Regions from separate parts of the Triticum aestivum genome. Here region 2 is linked to region 1. Evidence: chromatin contacts called from public Hi-C data. All regions are on one chromosome and are shown on one strand. The core of a region is the stretch at or near the end of the contact, and the rest is flanking DNA. Distances in the headings are between cores, read along the strand shown.

Region 1 (7,723 bases), core at 2,905-5,404:
GTTCATGGTTTCGTCCCTCAGGGCTTGGAGGATGTCTCCCACTGGGAGCTCCCTGCAGATTCCAAATATAAGAGTTGCGTAAGACAGAATCCTGATTCAGATCAGTTGGCTCAAAGGTTGCTTGGTAGAAACTGATGGTTGATCTTGTCTTGTTACTGTTCAGTGTGATGGTTTGATAAATTTTCTCATGGAAAACCAGAGTAAAAATGTAATGATAAAACAGAGTATATTTGCCTGTAAGCAAAGGGAAAAGCATGGCCTCAAATGGGCAAACAAGTTTTGATTTGATTTACAGTCTACTTCCTGCAAGTATGCATCGTCGGCTCTATGCTCATAAACTGGTGGACCTACACTGAGTTATGCTGGCAAGTGACGACTAGAAGCGGCAATGGACCAGACAGGCGAGAAGGGGCAGAATTTACGGTTTAACTATGCTCCTCAAGCTGTTAAAGCACTCTGTACATAGTTCAAATAAGCAGAGCAAGCCATATGCAGAATGGTAATACAGATATCACAGACCTTTTTATCAGAATTCTATAAAGCCTCTTCAGAATCGGGCACAGTTCAGCAGGAGCAACTTGCTTGTTTTCCTCTGGGTGTAGCACACTTAAGCTGGGTTGACTGAGCAGCTCAAAAAACGCACCAACAGCAGAAATACCCTGTCCAATGAAATACACAGAGTTTATACTCAGTTAGTGCATGCCATGCAAAACGCTAAAGCGAACCAACAACTCACAAGCAAAATGGGAACCATTATAGATGACAGGGATTATCAAAATAACTACATAGTAAGAATATCCCGAAGGTTTAATATCTTTTCTAGGTTTTACTTTTCGATATTATTATTCAGACATGCTCAGCAATCAGAGAAACTTCTGGAAGAAAAGAAAAGAACACTGCTATGACAGAACCTGAATCATCCCCTTTCCCTTGATACTGTCACCCATATCGAGCCTGAGTTCTCCCTTCGCTAGCATTTGCCCGTACCATGCATTGCGCCCTTTCAGGAGAGTTACGTAAGTGTCAGCCAGCAGAGGGCCGGCAAGTTTCTCTGGCTGTTCTGTCAGTAGATGGGTAATGAATATCATTTCTGACGTGCAGTGAGCAAAATACACTGATTTGCTTGTTGCACTCTCGTTTGTTAAAGCTGCCACCATTCCTGAAACAGAGAAGAGAAGGTTCTGCTTGAGCTGGGAACATAGCACATAGTAGCAAATACCTTGCCGAGAAAGAAAGCAAACACTTCTTTTAAGGCAAGAAAAGGCAAATAACTAAACACCAGTGGGTATCCTAGAATAATAGCGAAACAAGTGTTTAAATTGCCATGAAGCTTCTCCGCTTAGATGTTCTTTCTGTATAATATCAGGACATATACTTTTTGTACATAAAATGGAAGGATATATATATCCCTTCTTGTGAATATCCTGTGAATTAATGATCACTCTACTTTTTTTACTTTACAAACGAGGTTGCTTCCTGTGATTTCAAGTTAGCCTGTCCATACACTACTGCGACAACAGATCATGTTGATCATTAAACAGATCAAGTAAACTCACACATATCTGTGCCTTCTTCAATAATTAAATGCCATACAAGGTAGGACCGTAAAAGCATAAATTAACAAATATAATGACAATATATTAATGTCCCTATTTCGGTGAGCTAAATTCTAATATTCGAAGAAGACAAAAAGACGCTTACCAGCACCAATAGCATATACGTTCTTCAGTCCGCCCATAACCTCATGAGTGACAATGTCACTGTTATCCCAAACAATGAAATGTGGTTGCCTCAAAAACTTGGCGAGAGTTTTCCTCCACTTGGTGGATCCGCAGATTCGAGCATTTGCATATTCTTTGTTATAAATTTCCGAGGCAATGTTTGGTCCTCCAAGATAGAGTATATTCTCAGTTGGAACGCCAGCTGCAATTCATTTTAAAATATCAGATTTCGAGTAATTTAGATATATAAGGCAAGTACTGAACTCAGGCAATAAAGTTTAATTATGTGAGCCAGATGGGTACTTGTCAACATTAAAACATCTGTCGGCCAAGTCAGAAGATGTGCATCATGTCATTATCATGGCGTATAGTGCTTTGGCGTTAGCTCTTCAAATCGAACAGGGTACTTGATGTGATTGAGTATAAGAAATGGTAGGTGATGTATACCCAAGGGGTCACTATGCTAACTGTCATAAATTAAGTACATGAGTCCAACAGTGCATGTCAAGATCAAAACGTCTTTCGATGAAATCAGAACATATAGCATACGCTATGAAATCACTCTTTGTAGCATACTCATGCTTAACATGAAAACTGACTCCAAATCCTAGATGTACAGTTTACGCTACTTCTGTATAAAATCAAGTTGGACATCAAATCCATCCCAGGTGAGTAGCAAAAAGATAAAATCTGACAAATAATAAATCAACAGGAAAAGTCAACATCTGTTTTCATACAAGCAAACTTCAAATGCAATAGGCTGATGTGATTGGGTAAACTGAAGGTTGGTGCATATCTACAAAGTGTCAAAGTCACTATGCTAAGTGCAATAATTATGCAGGTCATGGCAACAGAAAAGTACTAAATATGTATTTGTTTTTTCCAACTGTAAATTGACAACTAATCAGACCAAAAGACTACAGAAGAATCTCATGTGCTGAAATGATTGCCATGAACTGCAGACCAAAAGACTACAGCAGAATCTCAAGTCTTAAGCATGTTTTTGCTTTGATCAGACGTATTCTTTCATAAAGCTTTCACTCAAAAGTTGGTCTCCAGAAAGTTCTCTATATTTCCCTCTCATCAAACAGTGAGTTGCAATCACTGCAGTAGAAAATAACTGATGCACTTTCTCTCCCTCATGGATACCAAATGATTGCACACATCAATATAGATGAGAATATATGTGACCAACAAACACAAAGCAAGATACATGCTTACCTGCGGAACTGATCATTTGTGTAGGCGTGATGATACGAGGAATTGGGTCCAAGGAGGCTTCTATCCCCTTTGCAAGGGAAATGATGACCGGAACGCTGATCCGCTCCTTCCAATACTTGCTGAGCTCCTCGAACACCTCCCTCGTCTCAGTGGACGGCAGCCCATTGACCACAATGTCAGCATCCCAGACAGCTTCCTGCAGGTTGGTGACCACCTTCAACGGGCAGAGGGGCGTGTCGACCATGTTCAAACAGAACCCATCCCTCAAGATCTCATCGGCGTACAAGGTCCGGTCTCCCAGCCGCGCCTCGACGTACTTGAGGTAGGCGCAGCGGCGGATGAGACGCCTCAGCACGTCCTCCCTCGAGTTGATCACGTCGAACAGATGCTCGGCGGTGGACCGGTCCACCGCCCGCCCCTGCCGGCGCCACACCCGTATCTGCACCTTCTCCCTGAAGTGGCCGTAGGCATCCTGCAGCAGAGCGGCGAAGACGCTGCCCCAGGCGCCGGCGCCGATGCTGACGATCTTGAGCAGGTCGCCGTCGGACTTGCCGAGCAGCCGGCGCAGCTCGTCCAGCCGCTCCTCGGTGCCGTTGGCGCCGTTCACCGCTCCGTTGACGTGCACGCTCCCGACCATCTCGCCCTTGTAACCCAATCCGGCAGATCAGAAATGGCTGAAAGGTGCGTGTGCTCTGGTCGGCAATCGATCGAACACCTTAAGCGCGCGCCCAGGGTCGCGAGTTCGCTCACCAACCTCGGACCTAAACACTCCAGTCCCCCGAGAAAGTTCCAGGAGCTGGTTATCCACCACCACCTACACTCACAGAAGGTGGAACAGTAATCAAACGCAAGACGTTGGAGCACTGCACCCCGGCGCAAGAATAAGTAAGCGGATCGAAGGGAGCAGAGCAGGCCGGACGGGGGCGTTTATGTGCTCACCCACCTCCAGCTCGAGGACCCCGGGGGCGGAGCTGGCCGGGCGGGAGGCAGCCGGCGCCGCGGTGAGGTGGCGGGATGGACGGATGGATAAGTGATGAGGTGGAGGTGGGGTTGGGTGGATGGACGGAAGCTTGGGTTGGCTGGCGTTTAGTAGACGGGGGAGGTGGGTGGCGGCATTGATGGAGGGGATGGGTGCCGCAGCCAACCATGCAGTGGCCGCCATTAATGAGTGGGGGAGGCGGGGCGCAACGGTGTCGCCGCTGCTTCCCGAGCTGCCCGTGCTCCTCTGTCCCGGGGGAGACGACGACTTAGTGTTCGCACAGAAAAAAAATCAACTCCGGTAAACGGCACGTACAACTAAACTAATCATGGGCCGGCCGCCCGGCCCGCGACCCGGCCCGAGCCTGGCCCAAAAATACCAGGCCATGCTTGCCGTTTGGGCTGGGTTTTTTAGGGGTGTTTCGGCTGGGTGTTAAGGGGCTGATTTGCAGTCCAAAAGTGCATTCAGTCAGTCTGGGCTTCACTTTCTCAACATTTCGGGCCGGGCCGTTGGGCTTCATGGCAGTAAAAAGAACATTGTTTGGGCCGGGATTTTGGGCTTGTTTTCAGGCTGGGCTATGGCTTGAGAAGAGGGACATCTAGACTTCGAATCAGGCCCGGCCTTGTAGTCTAAGTGTTCAGGCTTCTTCAAGCCCGGCTCGTAAAGGGAAATATGATCAGGTCGTACAACTTCTATAGCCCATGATGCAACCGAAAGTGATGTTGCCCCTCCCTCATGTATCCCCCTCTCAAGAAAAGTGATTCTGATTCTAAAAAAAAAGTGATTCTAACACAAGGATTTGAACACAATACTAAAAAACAGAAAATAACAATAAAATTTGTTGTGATGTGTTGTAACTGAAACCAATTCGTGCCCAAATAAAAAAAGACTAGCTCGATGTGTCCGGGATTGAAAGTTTTCGTGCCCAAACATAGATTTGCTCCATGAATTTAGTTTCTAGCTAGGGTCGGTAGTCTAGCTACCATGCCGAGTGCAACGAGAGGGAAACTTCTCAGCACATTTTCTTCTTCTGCCCAGTTGCGAGAGTTGCTTGGCGTACTGTTGGCTCGGTGTTTGGAACCGATCTTTGTCCCAATAATTTGTGGCGGTTTTATTCTTGGTGTTATATGTTTCTGCCACCTGGTACTAAGTTCTATACTTTTGGTCCGGGCGACCGGGAACTGCAGCAACCGTGTGACCTTTGAGTTTTAACATTCAAGATCACCTTTTGAAGTGATGTTTTCCTCTTGTGTGTTTCTGAATTATTGGATAGGTTTGCTGAAAAATGAAGATGAAGGTGCAATGAGGCTGGGTACGATGATGCTCAGAAAAAGTGCGACCAACATGATGCGGATTTGTGCTATCATTCATGACGACTCGGCCACAAGTTGAAAGAGAAGCTTTCCATCTATGTGTCGGCCTGCAGTTTCTTCATGCCTAGTCTCATCTTTTGGTTGCTACCTTGTTTGCTCCTTTGTGGGTGTTAAACTTTTGGCTCATGCGTGAGCATTAAACTCCTTCGGTTGGGCTAGTTTTTGAGTGTTGCCTGGTTTTCGTCTCATAGTGGGTATTTCGACGGCGAGCACCTGCGGTGGGTTTCCCGACGATGCTAAACTCACTTTCCCCTTCTCCATCCCTTGAAACTCTTTCTGGTTCAGATGCCTGTATTTCCGTTATTCAGTCAATGGAAAGCGGTTATGCCCCGTTAAAAAATACTACCATGCCCGAGATTGCGTGTATTAAAAAGACTGGACCAGCCAGATGTATACAAATAGATGACAAATTGAAATAAAGGAAGCTCCAGCGTCTCTCGCCATTCAAGATTAGGCAGTTTGGCCTCGTCCTGTGTTGGAATGAAAAGCAATTCCACCACTACTCCTGATATCTCATATTTCCATGTGTTTTTGTATATTCCATTCATATTCTTCTCTCGCTTTATTGATATTCTTACTGACTACGAAACATGTGATGTCATAAGGTAGTGCTATCAATATATTGAAACAAAATGAAACCATATTATTTGTTCTATTTTTTCTTTTGTATGGGATAAATTTATTCCAGTGACGATGAAATGGTATATATAAGTAGATAACGTTCTTCATATAAGAAAGGGCTGGAGTGGTGTAAGTAAGGAAAGATTGTATGCACAAGTGGAGATTGGTGATGTAGATTTTTTTTACCTTTTTTTTAGAAGAACAGAGTTGCAAAACTGGGCCAGAACTTCTCTTGGTGTGGGTTCAATGGTGTCTTGTTATGGACTCCGATCCATTGAGACTGGCTAGGCTCTATTCGATGGTATAGTGGCACAAGTGGTACTTCTTCTCTCTAGGAAAGAAGGTGATTCTGCCACAAACTATATTATCTGAACCCAGAATTTCATAAAAAAGATAGTGATAAAATCTGAATCTGGGATTTCAAAAAGATAGTGATAAAAAGTGATTGCGATGGATCAAATTCAAACTGACCCCGAAAAACAGTAAGATCAGAGAAAGGCCACGTGCCTCTTTTTTGATTGGCACTAGTGTGGTAATCCTGTAATCTAGCTACCTGTGGCAAGTTCGCAACTACCCAAAGAACCAGCCAAACAGATAAAAATAAATGGCAAGTCACAATAAAGAAAGCTCCAGCATCATCCACACGCAACACTCTAATGGGTAGTTCCTCTATTACTCATGATGCCTCCTATTCCCCAGTGTTCTAACATCTTCCATATTCCTCTCTTTGATCTGTTCATGTGAATACCACCTATTTGATGAAATAAGCTAGTACCACTAACATGTTAAAAGGAGTGGACGGTGGAGTTGTTCTGTAGAAAAGGAAGCAGTGGCAACTTGTTGAAAAAGAATGCATGAGATGATGGATCTGTTTGTATTGAAGATGAAGTGGTATATATAAGAAGACAAAACTATTCTTATAAGAAGTAAAGACTGGTGTGGTATAGAAAACGAAAGCATTGTATACACAGGTGGAGGCTGGTGGTGGAATACATTTTTTTTTACTTTATAGCGCTCTTATACACGTGCAATATCAAATAAATTAGCCACATACCAGATATTGAAAAATGATGCAAGGTTCACAAACAAATAGCTACCCAATATCACCCTTGTTCAGGATTATCTATTTTTCTGGTTGGCACTAAGGGGTATTAATTGTATCAGTCTACAGTGTTAGTGGCTTAATGTCACTCACTGCAATAAATAAAAATAATTATAATAAAAAATATGACAAAAATAAAAGTGCATGCATCGTTCATTACAAGAATTCATTTCAAAGTTACATTTTTGGGAAATTTTCAAATGACGCACGTACCACACGAGTGATTCTAGCACTTTCTCTATCAACCGTGACAAAATGTGTGAACAAACTCTAATCGTCAGAGGGGAGAGGACATTCATTCTTTCGCTCACCTCTGCTGCCCCCTCGTCTTTGCCGACCTCTCGAGCATCGAGAGGCAATGAAACCATACATTAACACTATAGATGACAATTTCAAAGAATCCTTGATGTAAAATTTAGTTTTGTCACATATCTTTGTTGTCCGCTCATGTTTTGGCTTGTTTGATCAAATTGACTCATTTATAAAAAAATGTGAGCACCCACATAACGCGGAACACTAATCAAGCACAACCAGTCTAATATAAAGGTCTGATTTTGCCGTGGCAAAGGAACACAAAATTATAATGGCTTTCGATGAAGCCAATTTTTTCTCAATTAAAAAACAGTACTCTGTTTTTTTACGGGAAACGGTAAAACTGAGTTAGCTAGGAGCCACCACATCAATTTGAGAATGTCAGCTCTCGGAT
Region 2 (7,723 bases), core at 1,637-4,136, 390 kb after region 1:
CATAGCAATGACACAACCATAAAATGCTCCAGCCATCATATTTGCTTGCTGCTTCAAATCGATCAGATGCTTTAGTTGCTTGCCAATTTTCTTTAATTCACACTTCAGTTCTGCACTGTGCATCATCGGATCGGCTCTGTCCGCCAAATTGGGGGCTTGTTCCACGGCAAGCCGCCCCCCAAAATTGAGCTCTTGGGTTCGGGTTGATCCCTCCAATTTCAACTTTTCAACATAGTCATCGAGCCACTCAAAATGCCCACATTTCTGCGGAACCTGAAAAACAGGGGGCCGGCGGCGCATGAATCCTAGATCCACCACCCAGATCCACCGCCCTAATTCGAGGAAAAAAGAAAGAAATCGGGAGAAATTAGACCATAGGATTGGTCAAGAACACAGATCTAACCTGCCCCGGCTGTGGCTTGCTCAAGCATTTCACAAACTCGCGCCCACGGTTGCCATTTTCTTCCCTCACACAAGTCAAACGCTTCAGAGGCTCCATGCGCGGGCAATCGGGGCATCTTGTCAACGGCAGTGGACCGTACTGCGTCCATGATTGGCGGGAGGCCGAAGTCGAGCTAGACATCACTCGCCGGCGGCGTGCTTCGTTGCCGGAGCAGAGGAAGAAGGAGGTGGGAAAGGAAAGGGGCAGGGCAAGCAATGGAGGGCGCGGGGGGGGGGGGGGGGGGGGGGGGCGGGGCTGGCTCGGGCTCGTGGCTGGCTCGGGTCGGGGCACGCTGATGAGCACGGGCATGCTTGCGTGGATAAGTTGTGGGTCCCACCCTCATGCGAGTAACTGCTAGGTCCCGCGTGTCATAACTCGAATCGCTAACCCCTCGTGTTTTTCATTTCATGGTTAAACAGAGCCATGTCGCATTGGAGCTATTGTTTGCTTCTAAAACGTCGCATCACAGCCATTCATTCCAACAACGTCGCCCTCCTTTCAATTCGCATGAAAAATGTCGCACAGGAGCTATTGGCCCATTTGTTTGGGGCCTCTGCACTCCCGCCACGGCTGCGTACATCGTACTGTCTGTCCTCCATTGGTTCGCCGCCTTGCCACTGCGGCCGCTTGCTCGATTTCCACTGCCGCACTGCTAGCTAGGGCTCGCGGCGTCTCGCGTGTGTCGCTCGCTGTGTTCGCTGGCTGCTCGATCGGTTCATGCTTGGTGCTCGATGGGGCCCAATAGCTGGTTGCATGGCCCATTTAGACAACCATCTGGCCATTTGATTTTTTCTGCATTTTTTTGCATCGAACGTTAGCTAGCCAGCAGCAAACCATGAACGGATACATGTAGAAGCAAATTCTTCTAACCCTAAAAAAATTAGAAGAAAATTCTCCTAAAAAGAACATGTAGAAGCAAATTAGTCATTAGCGGACCCAATGCGTCCGCCGTGAATTAATCAGCCGACCTCCTATATGGAGACGATGAGATCATGAGGTTGGAGAGAAGGCTAGGAACGCGACGGCCATCGCCGACCTGGATTTTTTTTGCGAAAAGGATGATAGACCTATTATAAAGATCCGTCAGAAGTACAAAAAACATTAAACATAATAACAATTAGCCCGGAAAGAAAGTGCTTTGATATTGGTGCTAAACACATGTCCTCTTTTACATAGGGTCCCATGTTATACAGAAAGAGACCCGGTTTTATAAGTTTTTTTTCTCTTCCATGGCAACGACGTCATGGACAACAACCTCCCCTGGGAGGCTGGGACCTGGGACAACCGGTCCAGCTGCAATCCGAAAGCAAATATAACAAGTTGCCCGCTCAAGCACAACCTAGGTAAGCAAGATCATGCTAAGAAGGTAAAAAAGGAGAGAGGAGATTTAGAATGCATTATGCATCCATGACAAATACACTCCATAGAGCTCTACATCAGCGGCCGAGGTAAATTGGTCATTTGTGAATATAAAATACATTATATATTTAAATTAATCAATTCTTGACAAACTTACAATGAACATTTCATTTATAAACAGTTCTCTTTGAATATAGCTTATCTTCTTTTCCTTATGTTGATCTATTTCTGAAGGGATGAACATGTTTCAGAGAAAAATACACTATAATCGACACCAACACAAATCAACTTCTTTGAGGTCAATAGCTCAATTTCTTTAAAATTGAAGTGTAGCACTTCATACATTGATTTTGCATGTTTAAGATTGTCGGCAAATATATTAGATGACTAACACTTCGAGGAATGCCTCGGTGACACACACACATGGAGCGTTTTTTAGTGAAGCAGCAAAATATAGTTTTGAGCCATTAGGCTAGGGGAGTATTTTTATTATTTTCCCCGTTGCAACGCACGGACATTTTTGCTAGTATAGTACAAGTTATAGTAACTCACGTTTGAGAAATGTGAGACAGATACCATTTTTGCCTCAGTAAACATTCCACGCCATTCTGGAACCAGTCTTACAATTCGGAAATAAGAAAACTCAATGGGCGTATGTACCTAGTCAATGTTACAATTTTCTTCGCATGTAGTATGTCTCCGTAACAAGGCATGCCTCTTTTGAGGTTTAATTTTAGTTTGTATGTGTGTGATCCATTTAACTCGAGCTGCAATTTAGCAGACAGTTGCCTCGAGCAGGAATCTCTTCTTTGCTTGATCATGATGTGAACGCTCTTGACATTGGTACGTACCATGCTCAGCTTTAAGACCTAATGCAGTTGTCCAACAGTGGCCAGTCTGGCTCGTACTACCAAGTGGTACCGTAGTATTGAAGCTGGGACCCCGCTGTATGCGGCAGCATAGTGCAGAAGCCCACAGGCTGCAGCTGCACATGACCATGCCGGTTATGTCTCGGTCCGGTTGGTGGCCAAATTGAAGTCTTGTACTGCTCGCTACATTTATCTCTTCCTTACACCCAGCGAACCATCATTAATCTCAACCACCCAGCAACGAGCCAACACACCACGAGTAGAGGCCTTCATAGAGCAGCACGGAGATACCAGCTTCTTCCTCCCCACACCACCGCAATCTCGCAAGTAGAGAAAGAGAGAGATCTAGCTATGGAGATTGCCATGGGGGCTATCGGCCCTCTCCTCCCGAAGCTTGGCGAGCTGCTCATCGGCGAGATCACCCTGGAGAAACAAGTGAGAAAGGGCATCGAATCTCTCATAACAGAGCTGAAATTGATGCAGGATGTTCTCAACAAGGTGTCGAAAGAGCCGGCAGACCAGCTTGACGAGGGGGTCAAGATCTGGGCAGGAAATGTCAAGGAGTTGTCCTACCAAATGGAGGACATCGTTGATGCTTTCATGATGCGTGTGGGGGATGGCGGCGAGTCCACCAACCCGAAGAACAGAGTCAAGAAGATACTCAAGAAGGTCAAAAGATTATTCAAGAATGGCAAGGATCTCCATCGGATCTCCGATGCTCTTGAAGAAGTTGTTCTTCAAGCGAAGCAGTTGGCCGAGCTGCGTCAAAGGTACGAGCAAGAGATGCGGGACACTAGTGCTAATACTAGTGTTGACCCTCGCATGATGGCCTTGTACACAGATGTGACAGAGCTCGTCGGCATTAAAGAAACACGGGACAAGTTGATCAAAATGTTGACTGAAGGTGATGATTGGTCGAAGCATCCGTTGAAGACGATATCTATTGTTGGATTTGGTGGGTTAGGCAAGACGACTCTTGCCAAAGCAGCATACGACGAGATCAAAGCGAAATTTGATCGTGTTGCTTTTGTCTCGGTTTCGCAAAACCCTAAAATGAAAAAGGTTTTGAAGGATATTCTCTATGGACTTGACAAGGTCAAGTACGAAAACATACATAATGCAGCGAGGGACGAAAAGTATCTCATAGACGATATAATTGAATACCTTAATGACAAGAGGTATGTACGTATGCTTTTTTCCTCTTATACACACCGATTACCATTTCATCTAGTAAAATAGTGACATCGTTTAATACTAGTGCATATGCATCTTGATAGCATATTGTTAATTTATACTTTTCATGTAAATTTCTATAGTTATTATATAAATCATATAATGTAATAATTAGTGAGTGCATATTTTTAAGGTAATTAAAAATATATATTCTAGGTCGACGATCTCAATTATGTGTGTGTGAGTGGGGGGGGGGGGGGGTAATACAATTCTCTAATTATGCAATTTGGTCGAGTTTGCTTAGAACTAATTTATCCAAAGTAATATAATAATATATTATTTTGTTATCTTCATTGTATTGATTTGTTAACTAATTATTAAATGCATTCATAAAGGTATCTCATCGTAATCGATGACATATGGGATAAAGAAGTGTGGAAATCAATCAAGTGCGCTTTCTCCAAGAAGAGCCCTGGAAGCCGACTAATCACGACAACCCGCAATGTTAGTGTCTCTGAAGCATGTTGCTCTTCTGAGGGTGATATTTATAGGATGGAACCCCTTTCTGATGATGTATCAAGAACACTCTTCTATAAAAGAGTATTTTCTCATGAGGAAGGGTGTCCCCAAGAGTTGGTGCAAGTATCCAAAGACATTTTGAAGAAATGTGGTGGCATACCATTAGCTATTATTTCTATAGCAAGTCTTCTGGCTAATAATCATCAGATTAAAAAAAAGGACCAATGGTATACCTTGCTTAATTCCATTGGTCGTGGATTGACAGAAGATCAAAGTTTGGAGGAGATGAAAAAGATATTATTATTCAGCTATTATGATCTACCCTCATATCTGAAACCTTGTTTATTATATCTTAGCATCTTCCCAGAAGACCACAAGATTATGAGAGATAGACTGATATGGAGATGGATATCCGAAGGTCTTGTTTACAGTGATAAAGAAGAAACTAGCTTATATGAGCTCGGTAATAGCTACTTCAATGAGCTAGTAAATAGAAGTATGATCCAGCCAATAGGCATTAATGTTGAAGGAAATGTAGAAGGTTGCCGTGTACATGACATGGTGCTTGACCTTATATGCTCATTATCAAGTGAAGAAAACTTTGTCACAATACTAGATGACACCAGAAGAAAAATACCTAACTCAGAGATCAAGGTTCGCAGATTGTCCATTCAAAATACCAAGATAGATGTGGATACCACTAGGATGGAACATATGAGATCTCTTACCATTTTCACAAGTGATGTTGTTGGGAAAGTGTTGGATATTTCAAGCTTTCAAGTTCTGCGCGTGTTGGATTTAGAAGGTTGTAAAAATGTCTCAGATGTTGGGTATGTGGGGAATCTGTTGCATTTGAGGTACTTGGGGCTAAAAGATACTCATGTTAAGGACCTTCCGATGGAAATAGGGAAGCTGCAGTTTTTGCTTACCTTGGACTTGAGAGGGACTAAGATAGAAGTACTGCCATCGAGTGTTGTTCAACTAAGACGTCTAATGTGCCTGTATGTTGATTATGATATGAAGCTGCCATCTGGGATAGGTAACCTGGCATCCCTAGAAGTGCTAGATGACCTGGGGTTATCTGACGTGGACCTTGATTTTGTGAAAGAATTGGGCCATCTGACCAAGCTCAGGGTGCTCCGGCTTGATTGCTATAGTTTTGATGAGAGCCTGGGTAAAGCTTTGAAGGAATCCATTAGTAATATATACAAACTGGACAGTCTAGACGTATATGTCGATGATGGACTCATCAATTGCCTGAGCGAAGATTGGGTGCCTCCTCCACAACTCTGTAGATTGGCTTTCCAGTCAGATGTAAGTTGGTTCAAGACATTGCCGCCATGGATTAATTCTTCATTGCTTCCTCTCCTCTCCTATCTGCATATAACGGCGTTCAAAGTGCGACCGGAGGACATCCAGCTTCTTGGCATGCTGCCTTCTCTTCGTGTTCTCTGGGTGATGGATTATTCTCAGTCCCGAAGAGGAGAGGATGTGGTGGAAATGCCTATGCTTTCCTCTGGTGCGTTATTCCCATGTGCGACAGAGTGTAACTTCACTAGTATTGGTGCCGTGCCGTCTATGTTTCCACACGGAGCTGCGCCAAGGCTTCAACACCTTGGGTTCGCCTACCCAACCAAGTGGATTTCCGGCACCTCCCTTCCCTCCAGCGAGTCAAGGTTCGTGTTATCAACCCCCGCAAAAAGAAAAAGGTCGGTGTTATCATGGAGGAAGCTTAGTTTGGGTATGCGGCACCTCCCTTCCCTCCAGCGAGTCGAAGTTGATGTTATCAATGAGGGGGCTATTTCCAGCAATCAGGAGGTGGATGAAGCGATGGTTGCGCTGAACGCCGCCACGCAGGACCACCCCAACCGTCCTGCCCTTAAGATTGAGTTTGTAGACCGTGGTGTAAGGTACATACACTAGACGCGTGTATTCACATCATCTGCACATTGTCCCAGGCAGATGTTCATTGCTCTTTGTTTGTTTCGTTCATTGTCCCAGGCAGATGTTCATCCAGAGGCGGGCGAAGCGAGGCATGCGATGCGATTGAGGTTCGCTAGAGACTCCTCCACGATTTTGTACCTGTAGTCCCTTGTTTCCGCACCAAGTGTTTTATTCCTCTCCTCTTCCGTTTTCCAGTTTCAGGCAGCCCGAGTGCTTAGGTCGATTCATCCAATCTTGCACCCAGGTACTATACTAACTCCATTGATTTTATTACAAGTAGTACCAAAGTATTCTTAATTTCAGCATTTTTCATAAGCCAGCTAGCTCGATCGATCAGGTCCCTAAAGCCTAAACATTACAATATGAATCTATTCAGCGTTGGCCTGTTCATTTCTGCTGCAAAGATACATATAGGGCCCCTTAGTTGCTATTTCTGCATGCTAAATGATCACAACTAATCTATATTAGTTTAGTGAGCAATCCACTAAGTAATATGTGTTTCTCTACTTGGATGAACCCCTGTGTCTTTCGTGTATGTGTTTCGACAATCCAAATTTGTATGTCTATATCTAAATTCTGAAGTACCAACAGAACTGCAACGTGATTTTCGCCTTGGTTACTTTACGGTGCATAAGTACATAGGATCACTAGTTACTTTTTCTAGCCACGTACAAGGTCTCGTATTTCCTGAAAACACGTGGTCTCAGATGACGTGGTACAGATTAGCAAGCTACCGCAGTAATATATGTGTACCTTCTCTGCAGTTGGTTCAACTCTGTTCTCTTGTTCTCTAACATTTAACTGAGCCATTCACATGTGGCACTGCAGGTAGCATGAGCTAATAAATTTCGTTGACATGGACTCGATCCGTGCGTGCCTTCAACTCCGGTGCCGTTTCTATTTCAACCAATACAGTCGAGCACACTGCATGCATTTGCCTTGCGGTTTGATCTGCCTTTATTCCGTAACGAGATGAAGCTCTCATTCTGTCCACCACCCATGTCTGAAGTCTCTTCTTGCTTCCGTCAATTCAACAACAATCAAATTTGTAGGGCTCCCCCTGCATTTTGCCCTGATGAACCATTAGTTTTCATGTACTGATGATGTCTGGTTTGGATGCTCTCCAGCATTGTTCATTACACTCCTTTATTTGTAAAAGCTTTATTTCAGACTTGAAATTTATTCCAGACTCGTGAACCATAATTGTCAGAATTCAGTTTGTAATATGGTCTGAACTTTATCTTCCAGTTGCTGTGTTGGACTTGGTTTGATCAAATACATCGTGAACTGGAACTTGAATTTGCCACTGAATCACACTGTGTGCCTTGGCTATTATTTACTACTCTGTAGAATTATTGGCCCTGATCTGATGCAATGATTTTCGGGAGGTCAGAATGATTCGGTGTACTCCCTTCGT

What was found. A called contact is a pair of places that touch in the nucleus more often than the background predicts.
Region 2: a contact with region 1 is called in a Hi-C map of leaf, with 4 times the contacts expected there. The contact joins the promoter of LOC123080624 here to the promoter of LOC123080619 in region 1. A contact is called at or near these places in 2 of 5 Hi-C or Micro-C datasets (both in leaf).

Annotation. Positions count from the first base shown.
Region 1 is chr3D:577,455,778-577,463,500 of IWGSC CS RefSeq v2.1, forward strand. It overlaps LOC123080619 (probable glycerol-3-phosphate dehydrogenase [NAD(+)] 1, cytosolic), which reads right to left and starts at 4,155. Exons shown (of 6, transcript XM_044503552.1): 1 at 3,882-4,155; 2 at 2,943-3,756; 3 at 1,702-1,923; 4 at 912-1,159; 5 at 520-659; 6 at 1-52. The coding sequence starts at 3,579.
Region 2 is chr3D:577,848,332-577,856,054 of IWGSC CS RefSeq v2.1, forward strand. LOC123080624 (disease resistance protein RGA5) reads left to right here and starts at 2,887. Exons shown (of 5, transcript XM_044503554.1): 1 at 2,887-3,848; 2 at 4,239-6,272; 3 at 6,368-6,413; 4 at 6,502-6,550; 5 at 7,135-7,617. The coding sequence starts at 3,022. The coding sequence ends at 7,148.